Regions from separate parts of the Callithrix jacchus genome. Here region 1 is linked to region 2. A link is a contact called in public Hi-C data. All regions are on one chromosome and are shown on one strand. Each heading gives the region's core, a stretch centred on a gene start, on an enhancer-like site or on the middle of the called end of the contact. The rest is flanking DNA. Distances are from core to core; before and after follow the strand shown.

What was found. A called contact is a pair of places that touch in the nucleus more often than the background predicts.
Region 1: a Hi-C map of skeletal muscle shows a contact between it and region 2, with 6 times the contacts expected there. The contact joins the promoter of NOS1 here to the enhancer-like site in region 2. A contact is called at or near these places in 2 of 3 Hi-C or Micro-C datasets (both in skeletal muscle).

What each region holds. Positions count from the first base shown.
Region 1 is chr9:120,477,268-120,482,062 of calJac240_pri, forward strand. It overlaps NOS1 (nitric oxide synthase 1), which reads right to left and starts at 3,484. Exons shown (of 30, transcript XM_035257768.3): 1 at 3,415-3,484.
Region 2 is chr9:120,406,428-120,411,152 of calJac240_pri, forward strand. The region is part of intron 1 of NOS1 (nitric oxide synthase 1); the gene reads right to left. Among named protein-coding and RNA genes, the nearest start is that of NOS1, 72 kb to the right of the region's middle. Within about 2 kb of position 1,559, at least 1 of the 16 cell types and tissues checked has an H3K27ac peak or open chromatin away from gene starts, as enhancers often do. A contact at or near this core is called in skeletal muscle, where this site is marked.

The sequences.
Region 1 (4,795 bases), core at 2,234-4,733, 73 kb after region 2:
GCTCTAGAGGAATGCTCATGCCCCAGATAGACTGAACTGGAAGGAGCCATCTGCAGTGATTTTGTGACACTGTCATGGAGCCCTCCTCTGCATGGCTTTGGTATCAAATGCAACCATACACACACACACAGAACAGGAATTATGCCCTGCTGGACAGAATGGGCTACAGGGACATGCATGGGTAAACGCACCCCAGACAGCACGTACATGTGGACAACGTACACTCAGCTATGTCCCATCTCCCCAGGACAGGCCCTGCCATCCTATCTCAAACACACTTTGCTTCCACCCCAAACAGGCAGTGGCCACAGACCACCGGGTGGTACCACCAAGCAGTAACACTGTCTGTCACCACAGGGGAACCTCTCATGGATAACGGAACCTCTCCCAGCCAGGAGCTGAGGCTTAGCATTTACAGCAGTGCAGGCTCAAGAATGAGTTATGTGTCCCCTCACTTCCTCGAGGCACCGGCGAGTTTTCCCTCTCTGTCCCTCCTGCCCACAACTGTCCCATGGGCAGGCAGCCACCTCCTCCTCTGTCCCTGCTGGGATCGACTCCCCACTGGGAACCAGGAGGTGGCTCAGTGTGCAGAGCGGCCTGGTATCCCTAAAAGCATCTGTGGGTTATGGCCAGGGCCCTCCTTGGCCCTCAACAGTGCCCTAGGACATGTGGCACTCTGAAGAGCATGGCCTCCCCCTGAGCCTTCAGTACAGCAGCTTCTCCACGCCTGCTTCCCGCAGGGGTCTCATGCCAGCCGAGCAATGGTGCCACCCACAGCATGAGCTCTGGGGCTGGCAGGTTGGAGGCACCAGGCCTTAGAGTCCCAGACCGGCCAGCAGGGAGAACTGGCTCTGTTGTGGGTGATGAGGGCAGAGTCGAAACCCGAAAGCCTCATCTGTGCTGACTGCTCCCTCATTCACCCATCAGGTCTCCTGACACTATCTGGGGTGCCCCAGTGGCTGCATGACCTGAGGGGAAGGACACGGGGCTGGCCTGTGGTCCCCTTGGGTACCCTTCATGTAAGGCTGAGGTGGCAGGGGTCAGGGATGCTACGAGGCCCCGAAATACTGCAGGAAAATGAGCCCCACAGTGAGCCCCCACCCCACGACGCCCAGCCCGGGCACACCAGGTCCTCCTGCCTGGGGAGCTGAGCCCCCGCCTGGGTACTCACCAGCTCCGGCAAGGCCTCACCCTGGCATGGTGGCGGTCGCCCCCTCTCAGACAGTGCTCCCCATCTGGAGAGGCCAGCGGCACTAATCAGCCGCCTGGTGTGGTGCAGGCCGAGCGCGACTGGGGTTTAATTGACACCAGGTGGCCCCTCCCCAGGGGCAGGCTGGGAGGCGGCTCTGCCGGGTTGGGAGGCCAAGCCTTGGGCAGGGGGGTTGCACCCAGACCAGGCCAGTTCAGGCCTCCCCGGGAGAGACGAGGGCAGTCAGGCAGTCGCCGGCCACCCCTCCCTTCCTCTCCTGCCGGCTGCCTCCATGGCACGGCCCTGACTTCCCCAGGCTCTGACCTTTCTTACATTTAGAGGTGGCAGCAGCAGTGGCAGCGTCTGCCCAGGAGGAGGGCAGCTCAGGTTTCCCCCCAGCTGGCTGGGGGCAGCCAGGAGTGAAAGTGCTGGGTTTGCAGGGACCAGGCTGTGCCTGCTGGATCCTGCGTGAGGCCACCCATGGCGGTCACAAAGGATCCCGTGAACTATCTTTTATTGGACACATACTATATGCCAGGCTGGGCATGGTGCCCACATTGTCCCCTCTTAAATCTCATGTGCCCCCAAAAGGTGGGTATTTATAAACCCACTTTGCAAGATGAAGAAACAGACACAGAGAAGCTAAGCTTCTTCCCCAGCGTCACACAGCAGAAGAGCCAGAATGCACAACCAGCTGTATCTGACATGGAGTCAGGGATTTTCATCACCACCTGCAAAGTAGATAATATCATCCCCAGTTTTGAGATGAGAAAATTGAGGCTCAGAGAGGGGAAGCCAGTTCTCGAAGTCACACAGCAAAGTATGGAACGTGGATTTGCCACTATGTGGGTTGGGCCAGTTTGCCAGGGAAAATAAAGCCCACTGCTGAAATTCAAGCCTTCTTCCCTGACCCACATGTGTTCCTGCTTATATTAGGGCTCCAGGTTTGAGCCACTGTTTGGGGTTTAGGAGAAAGAGCACTGGACATAGAGTCAGAAGACCTGTGCTCAACTTGCTGTGTGACCTTGAGCAAGTTACTCGACCTCTCTGGGCTTTGCTGCAGCTGCTGTGAACCCCAAATGGGACACCACACGGAAAAAGCTTTGTGACTTGGGTTTACAGGGCAGGATGAGGAAGTACCGAAGTAACCCACTCTGCCCTGGGATCCCTTCCCAAAGGCCCCCAACCCTGTTCTTTCTCTTTACTGCTGGAGAGTGGGACCCAGCAGCAAGGAGCTCACAGCTTCTACAAGCGCACAGGGTTCAGATTCTGGCTCCAATCTGAGTCTCACAAAGTGTGTGACCTTCAGAAACCATTTCATTCTCTAGTCTCAATCTCTCCTTTCTAAAAACGTGCTCCCAGGTGCTCCTGCCCTGCCTGGGCTGCGTGAAAATAAATGAGATAATACTCAGCACCTGCCTCTTAATTCAACATTTATCAAGCACCTGCTAGACATGGGTCACTGTGCTGGGGATATAATTTTTACAGGAACAATGTTCTTGTAAAAACAAAGCCAGTTGGCTGGGTGCGGCGGCTCACACCTGTAATCCCAGCACTTTAGGGGGTCAAGGCAGGCAGATCACCTGAGGTCAGGGGTTTGAGACCAGCTTGGCCAACATGGTGAAACCCCATCTCTACTAAAAATACAAAAAAATTAGCCAGGTGCAGTGACAGATGCCTGTAATCCCAACTACTCGGGAGGCTGAGGTAGGAGAATCACTTGAACCCCAGAGGTGGAGGTTGCTGTGAGCCGAGAACATGCCATTGCACTCAAGCCTGGGTGACAAGAGTGAAACTCCGTCTCAAAAAATGAAAGAAAAAACAAAGTCGGTCATTCGTGCCTTTGTGGTGGAGACAGAAAAATGTAAAAATCCCACAAAAATAAATATGTAATTCCTTGTGTTATGTGCTTGACAAATAGAAGTAGCCATTGTTGTTGTCGTTTATGCACTTATTCCACAGAAGAACTCACTGAGGACCTACTATGTACCAGGTCCTGTTCTAGTCATTGGGGAGATAGCAGTGACCAAAACAGACAAAGCTGTTAGCCATGGGGGCCTCCCGAGCTAGGCATGTCTGCTTAAAAATTAACCATGACAATAAATAGCAATAATAAACCATGACAACATACGGCAATAATCATTATTGTATTACTATTCTCAGGCAACACAGGTTACCCCCAACACATTGGATGCCCCGGTTTTCTCACTGGTAGAATTACATACCCGTCTGCTGCCATCTGGCCCTCAGGGAGCTCCAAGCTGGAGCATGGGATTCCAGAATGTTCTTAAGTCTGATCCACAGTGAAGCTCATGGGCCCTTTTTGGTCTGTCTTGTGGGCACTCTGGCAGGCGGCTCATCCCCTGGCATAGACCCAGACCCCACGTGGGTTGGGAGAAGCTGAGCCTGTGACTCAGCCAGCCTGGCTTGTCAACCAGAGATGAGAAGGGAGCAGGCAGCTGGTTGGGCTGTTAGCCATGGGGGCCTCCTGGGCTAGGCATGGGGCAGGTGCCTGGGCACAGAGTGAGGCTTTGGGATGACAGGGCTCTAAGCTCAGGTGACTGCACCCTGGCCCCTGGTGGTTGTGGGTGTCTCTGGTAAAGATAATTTTTTTTTTTTTTTTTTTTTGAGATGGAATCTCTCTGTCACCCAGGCTGGAGTGCAGTGGTGCAATCTCGGCTCACTGCAACCTCTGCCTCCTGGTTCAAGCAATTCTCTCGCCTCAGCCTCCTGAGTAGCCTGGACAACAGGCACGTGCCACCATGCCTGGCTAATTTTTTTGTATTTTTAGTAGAGACAAGGTTTTGCCGTTTTGGCCAGGCTGGTCTCAAACTCCTGACCTCAGGTGATCCACCTGCCTCAGCTTCCTAAAGTGCTTGGAATACAGGTGTGAGCCACCACTCCTGGCCAAGAATATTCTTATAAGAATCGAGGAGTATGCTGCCCTGTGAGGGAATGAGCTCCCCATCAATCAAAGAACTCCAGCAGGAAGTTGTAGAGAGGACTCCAGAATTGCCTGTTCATTTGTCAGATTTACCCATGAGACTGAGCTCTACCTTTAGGTCTTGTTTACACCATCAAACCTCCAGTGTATGGCACAAAGCACGTCACATAGTAGTCGGCAAATATTTCTTATATTCATATATGTACAGATCAGAATGTTCTTTCTGTGACCACATGAGACTTTGACAAGTAGCCCTTCCATTTTATTCATTTGTCTCTTCATTCAACAGATATATCCTGAGCGCCTACTATGCACCAGACACTCTTTTAGGCACTGGAGATATAGCAGTGACCAAGACTGACAAAAATTTCTGCCTTTGTGAAGTCTACCATCTCATGATTGGACTTTCATTTTTATTTTTTAGAGGCAGGGTATTAGTCTGTTCTCACACTGCTGATGAAGACACACCCAAGAATGGGTAATTTATGAAGGAAAGAAGTTTAATGGACTCACAGTTCCACGTGGCTGGGGAGGCCTCACACTCATGGCAGAAGGCAAAGGAGGAGCAAAGTCATGTCTGACATGGCGGCGGCAAGAGACAGCGTGTGCAGGGGAACTCCCCTCTATAAAACCATCAGATCTCATGAGACTTATTCACTATC
Region 2 (4,725 bases), core at 309-2,808:
CCAGCCCTGTGCATTATGCCCTTGAACCCACAAAGCCACCCTTTTATCCATCACTCAGCATTTCCTGTACTACTTTATCCCCAAGAAATGCCCCTTGGTCTGCCTCCTTGTCCTGCCTTCCTGGCCCATGGGAGGTGTTGGAAGAGTCACGGGGTGCTTCCTCTGTGTTCCTTCTGTTCCTATGGCATGCAGGTCCCCTCCCTCCCTTAAGCAGCCCCACCTGCCCAGGGCTTCTGATTTTGAAAAGGAATTTAGCTTTTGATCCTGTCTGGGTGTTTGGCTGGGGAAAGTCACTTGGACCGGCTTGCTGTGAAGGACAGCACCCATTGACCAGTTTTGTAGTTAGAGTAAGGAAGGGCCCTTGGAGATGGCTGCCTCCAATGTAGCATTTTACACTGAGGAGGCCAAGATCCTGGAAGGTCTGACAATCATCCAAGAGCAGCAGCCTCCAAGGACAGCAGCCTATCAGTGACAGATCAGTTTCTTGTCCTAACTCCCAGTTCAAGACACAGGGTCTGAGCTTCTTAAGAGCAGAGTGGGTGTCACTAAAGTGGCCCGGGGTCATGCTTCTGTAGGACCCAGGAACAACGAATGGAGAATAGGGTTGTTGGAGAGCCCAGAACCCCCAGGAGAGGTAGGAGCCTTACAGTTTCTGGGCATGTCAAAGACTCCCACAGATATTTACAGCACTCTGGCAGAGAAGAAAGAGGGAAGAGCCCTTAAGGCTTGAAGAGGCAGCCTGAGAATTAAAAACACTAGATAGGTGACTGGAACACCTGCTTTCAGACTTCGCACTTGCACTACTGTGCTGTGTGAGCTCAAGCAAACTCCTTGGCCTCTCTGGGTCTCAGAAGATCTTAACCTGAAGTTGGCCAAATCCCTGGAAGTATATACAAATCAACTGCAAGTGCATTTTGCTGGGATAGAAGGCTCGTAAGTGCGCAGTGGCTTTTTAAAGAGTGTGAAATCTTGGAAAGGTGAAAAGAAATTTCTTGCCTAAGAACCCGCTGGCAAATTTGGAGATGCCTGTAGCTCTAGGCAACCCGTTTTGCAGAGATGCAGTTTCCCAAATAACCAACAGATGGCGCGCTAAATCTTCGCTGTAGCCTTCCAGTTTGCCCGGAGACCAGCCAGCTAGGTCCATCGCTTCCTATACTCAGGTTTCAGGACCAGAGCCAAGGTCCCTGCTAAGCTGCGCTGACCTGGGTGGGTTGAGAATCCAGAATCGGCCCAGAGACTGTCTGCATTTCCTGGTTCCCAGCATCTGTCCACATAGAGAAGGCATTAAAAACAATGTGAGGGCATAGGCAGGAAATGGAATGGGGGTTGTAAGCACACCAGAGGACCAAGTAGAACATTGAGAGGAGTCCTAGGTTTGCTCTTTGTACCCTCAATTCAGTCCTTCGGATCTTCCCTTCACCCTCATTACAGAATTCCCTGCCCATCTCGACCCAATTCAAGACAACATATTGCGAAAATTCTCTAAGCCTGGAGTTCTGATGGTCTAAACGGCACTGGGGTATCAAGGGCTGGTCAAAGTATTTACATTTTGAAATCACTGTAAGGGAGAGGCCAGTGATTGCGAAGGTACATACTTCCAGGGAACATGAAGTGGGCTGGGTGTGAGACATCAGGGAGCAGTGGAGCTTGTGGCTGAGGAGTACATGCCCCACCTAAAGGCGTTCACATTCAAATGTTTCCAAAGTAGCATTCCCACCCAATTAAATCACTTGGGCCACTAGTATAAGAGCTCTGACCAAGGAAATGGGTTTCAGCCTGGTTAGTGGAGCTGTTTGGTGGGAAAGGAGGTCTTAATCAGGATGTAAAATAGTGGCTCCCAAACTCTCAGATGTGTAAGCATTCCCAGGCCGGGCGCGGTGGCTCACGCCTGTAATCCCAGCTCTTTGGGAGGCCGAGGCGGGTGGATCACGAGGTCAAGAGATCGAGACCATCCTGGTCAACATGGTGAAACCCCGTCTCTACTAAAAATACAAAAAATTAGCTGGACACAGTGGCGCGTGCCTGTAATCCCAGCTACTTGGGAGGCTGAGGCAGGAGAATTGCCTGAACCCAGGAGGCAGAGGTTGCGGTGAGCCGAGATCGCGCCATTGCACTCCAGCCTGGGTAACAAGAGCGAAACTCCGTCTCAAAAAAAAAAAAAAAAAAAAAAAACAGAATTCCCTAAGAAGGGGAATACCAGTTCCTTGATCCTGACTCCAGAGATTTGGAGTTTGTAGATCTAGGATGGTACCCAAGAGGCTGTATTTTTAATAAGCTCTTCAGAGGAAACTGAGGCAGGTTGTCTTCTTTCTAAATTGGCTACTCTGTGCTGGTAAGTCCACCCCAGTGTGCTGGGCTAGGTCCTTACACTTGACCAGCAGATAACTGGAGTTAAATGACAGAACTTCTCAGCACCAATGACTCTGCTTCCCCCAAAATGAAAGCAGAGATCTCTTACAATTCTGCCCTCCCTACCATACCACAGACATGCAAAAAGATGACATGGGTTGACTTATTTCTAAGAATTAGGCAAATTCTGAGACCAGTCCCTAGGATAATGGGGAGGTGGTTGAAAGAGGAATAGGGGAAATTCTAGCCCAGTGTTCTGGAAAGTTCCCCAAACCAGGGTCAGGGTACCTGACTTTTTAATCTAACTCTAGCCTCCCTCTGCTGTGTGACCTTGGGAAAGGACCCTTCCCTTTTTGGACCTTAACTTCATGAATAAAATTAGGGAGTGGTAGAGTGGAGCATAGCTTCCTCCTCTGTTCTAGGACCATCGTGGGCTCTCCAGCAGTGTCTTGGGGTCTGCCTGTCATGCAAGCCAAGGGGGATGGTGGGGATCAGTGCTATGGGCCCCCCCCGGTCTCCTTCTCCACTTAGAGCTCTTCTGTTTTTAATCTGTCGGTGTATCTGTCTCCTTCATTCAGCTTTCATTGAGGGCTATGGTCTGGCGTCTTCTAGCATACATGTGTCATTCACTTATTCCTCTTTCTGGTGGTCCCTGTGCCTGGCACTGTGCCAGGGTGCTGGGACAACCAAGATCCCCAGGCAGGCTTCTGGCTTATGCAGTGCTCCCAGTCAGTAGGGTATCAGACAAGCTCATAGTCCATAGGCTTTAACAACCAAGCCTGCTAGCGTGCTGACGCTTTGCAGCCTACACTGCCCAGAACCATGGAAAGGGATCCTGCTGGCCTCACCCTGACTTTTAAAGCCTTAATGAGAGAACCCACTTTGCTCTCCACAGCCTGACAGCCTAGAGCTCTGTTAGCTTCGTATGCTTTGACATTTGATTTATTCAAACAGACATGTGAGCAAACTGTCTTAGACTCTTCTCTAATTGTTTGGAAGAGGGGAGGGCACAACAATATGGTGTGATGTAAAAGCTTCGGAGTCAGTCCCGGGCTTCACTACTTCCTAGCTGTGCAATCTTAGGCAAGTTAATTACCCCTTCTGAGGCTCAGCTTTCTCATCTGGCAAAACTGGGGAAAATCATAATCCCTACTTCATAGGATTGTGCTGATTAAAGGAGAGTGGATTTGAGGCCCTCAGCACAGTCTTTGGTGCATGGTACATGCACAACAAATGGTAACGCCTTCTCTTCCTATTATTATTATTGCTAGTGTGAGGTTCCTGCCTCTGTGTTGCGATTAGGAGCTCTGTGAGGGGTAGGAGCCATGTCTGAATCTATTCTGATATTCTCCAGTATGCCTAGCAGTTTGCCAGCACATCCCAGGAATTCAGCTACTGAATTCAATTGCATGGAGGATTTAGGACAATTTCTCTAGACCGGCACCTCTCAAAGTGCTTTCCCCAGACCAGCATCACCTGGGAACTTGCTAGAAATGCAAATTTTATAAATCCACTCTAGACCTAGTGAATCAGCAACCCTGGGCCTGGGACCTGGCAAGCTGGGTTTTGAGAAGAATCCAGTGATTTCTGGTGCACTTTCAAATTTGGGAATCACTTCTCTGTATCAGTAATCTTCAAATTTGTTTTAGCTGGGGCATTGAAGAAAATCTTCTAATGGGATTATATGCAGAAGCCAGTATAAAAAATAAGTGAAAGGGAAGCTACTGAGGAATCACGAAGGAGGGGGCAAGATTCTTACCTGGCCTGTCTTAGGACTTCCAGGAACACAGCTTAAAAAACACTGCCTTGCAATTTTCCATCCTCCTACTCATCTACTCACCTACCCATTCAGCTACCCAGTGACCCATCTATCCATCATCCATCCACTCATCCAAATACTTCCTTGCCCCTTGATATGGTTTGGCTCTGTGTCCCCATCCAAATCTCACCTTGAATTGTAATAATCCCCACATGTCATGGGAGGGACCCAGTGGGAGGTAACTGAATCACAGGGGTGGGTCTTTCCCATGCTGTTTTCATGATAGTAAGCAGGTCTCATGAAATCTGATGGTTTTATAAAGGGGAGTTCCCCTGCACAAGCTCCCTCTTGCCAGCCGCCATGTAAAACATGACTTTGCTTCTCATTCACCTTCCACCATGATTGTGAGGCATCCCCAGCCATCTGGAACTGTAAGTCAATTAAACCTTTTTCTTTACAGATTACCCAGTCTCAGGTATGTCTTCATTAGCAGCATGAGAACATACTCATACACCTCTTGAGCGGACTAACTCTGAGATGTGTTTTCTATATTGGTTCCCATGCCTGATAATAGATCCTTCACTGGCTCCTTTCCTTCTCTGTCTCACTTCCCCATT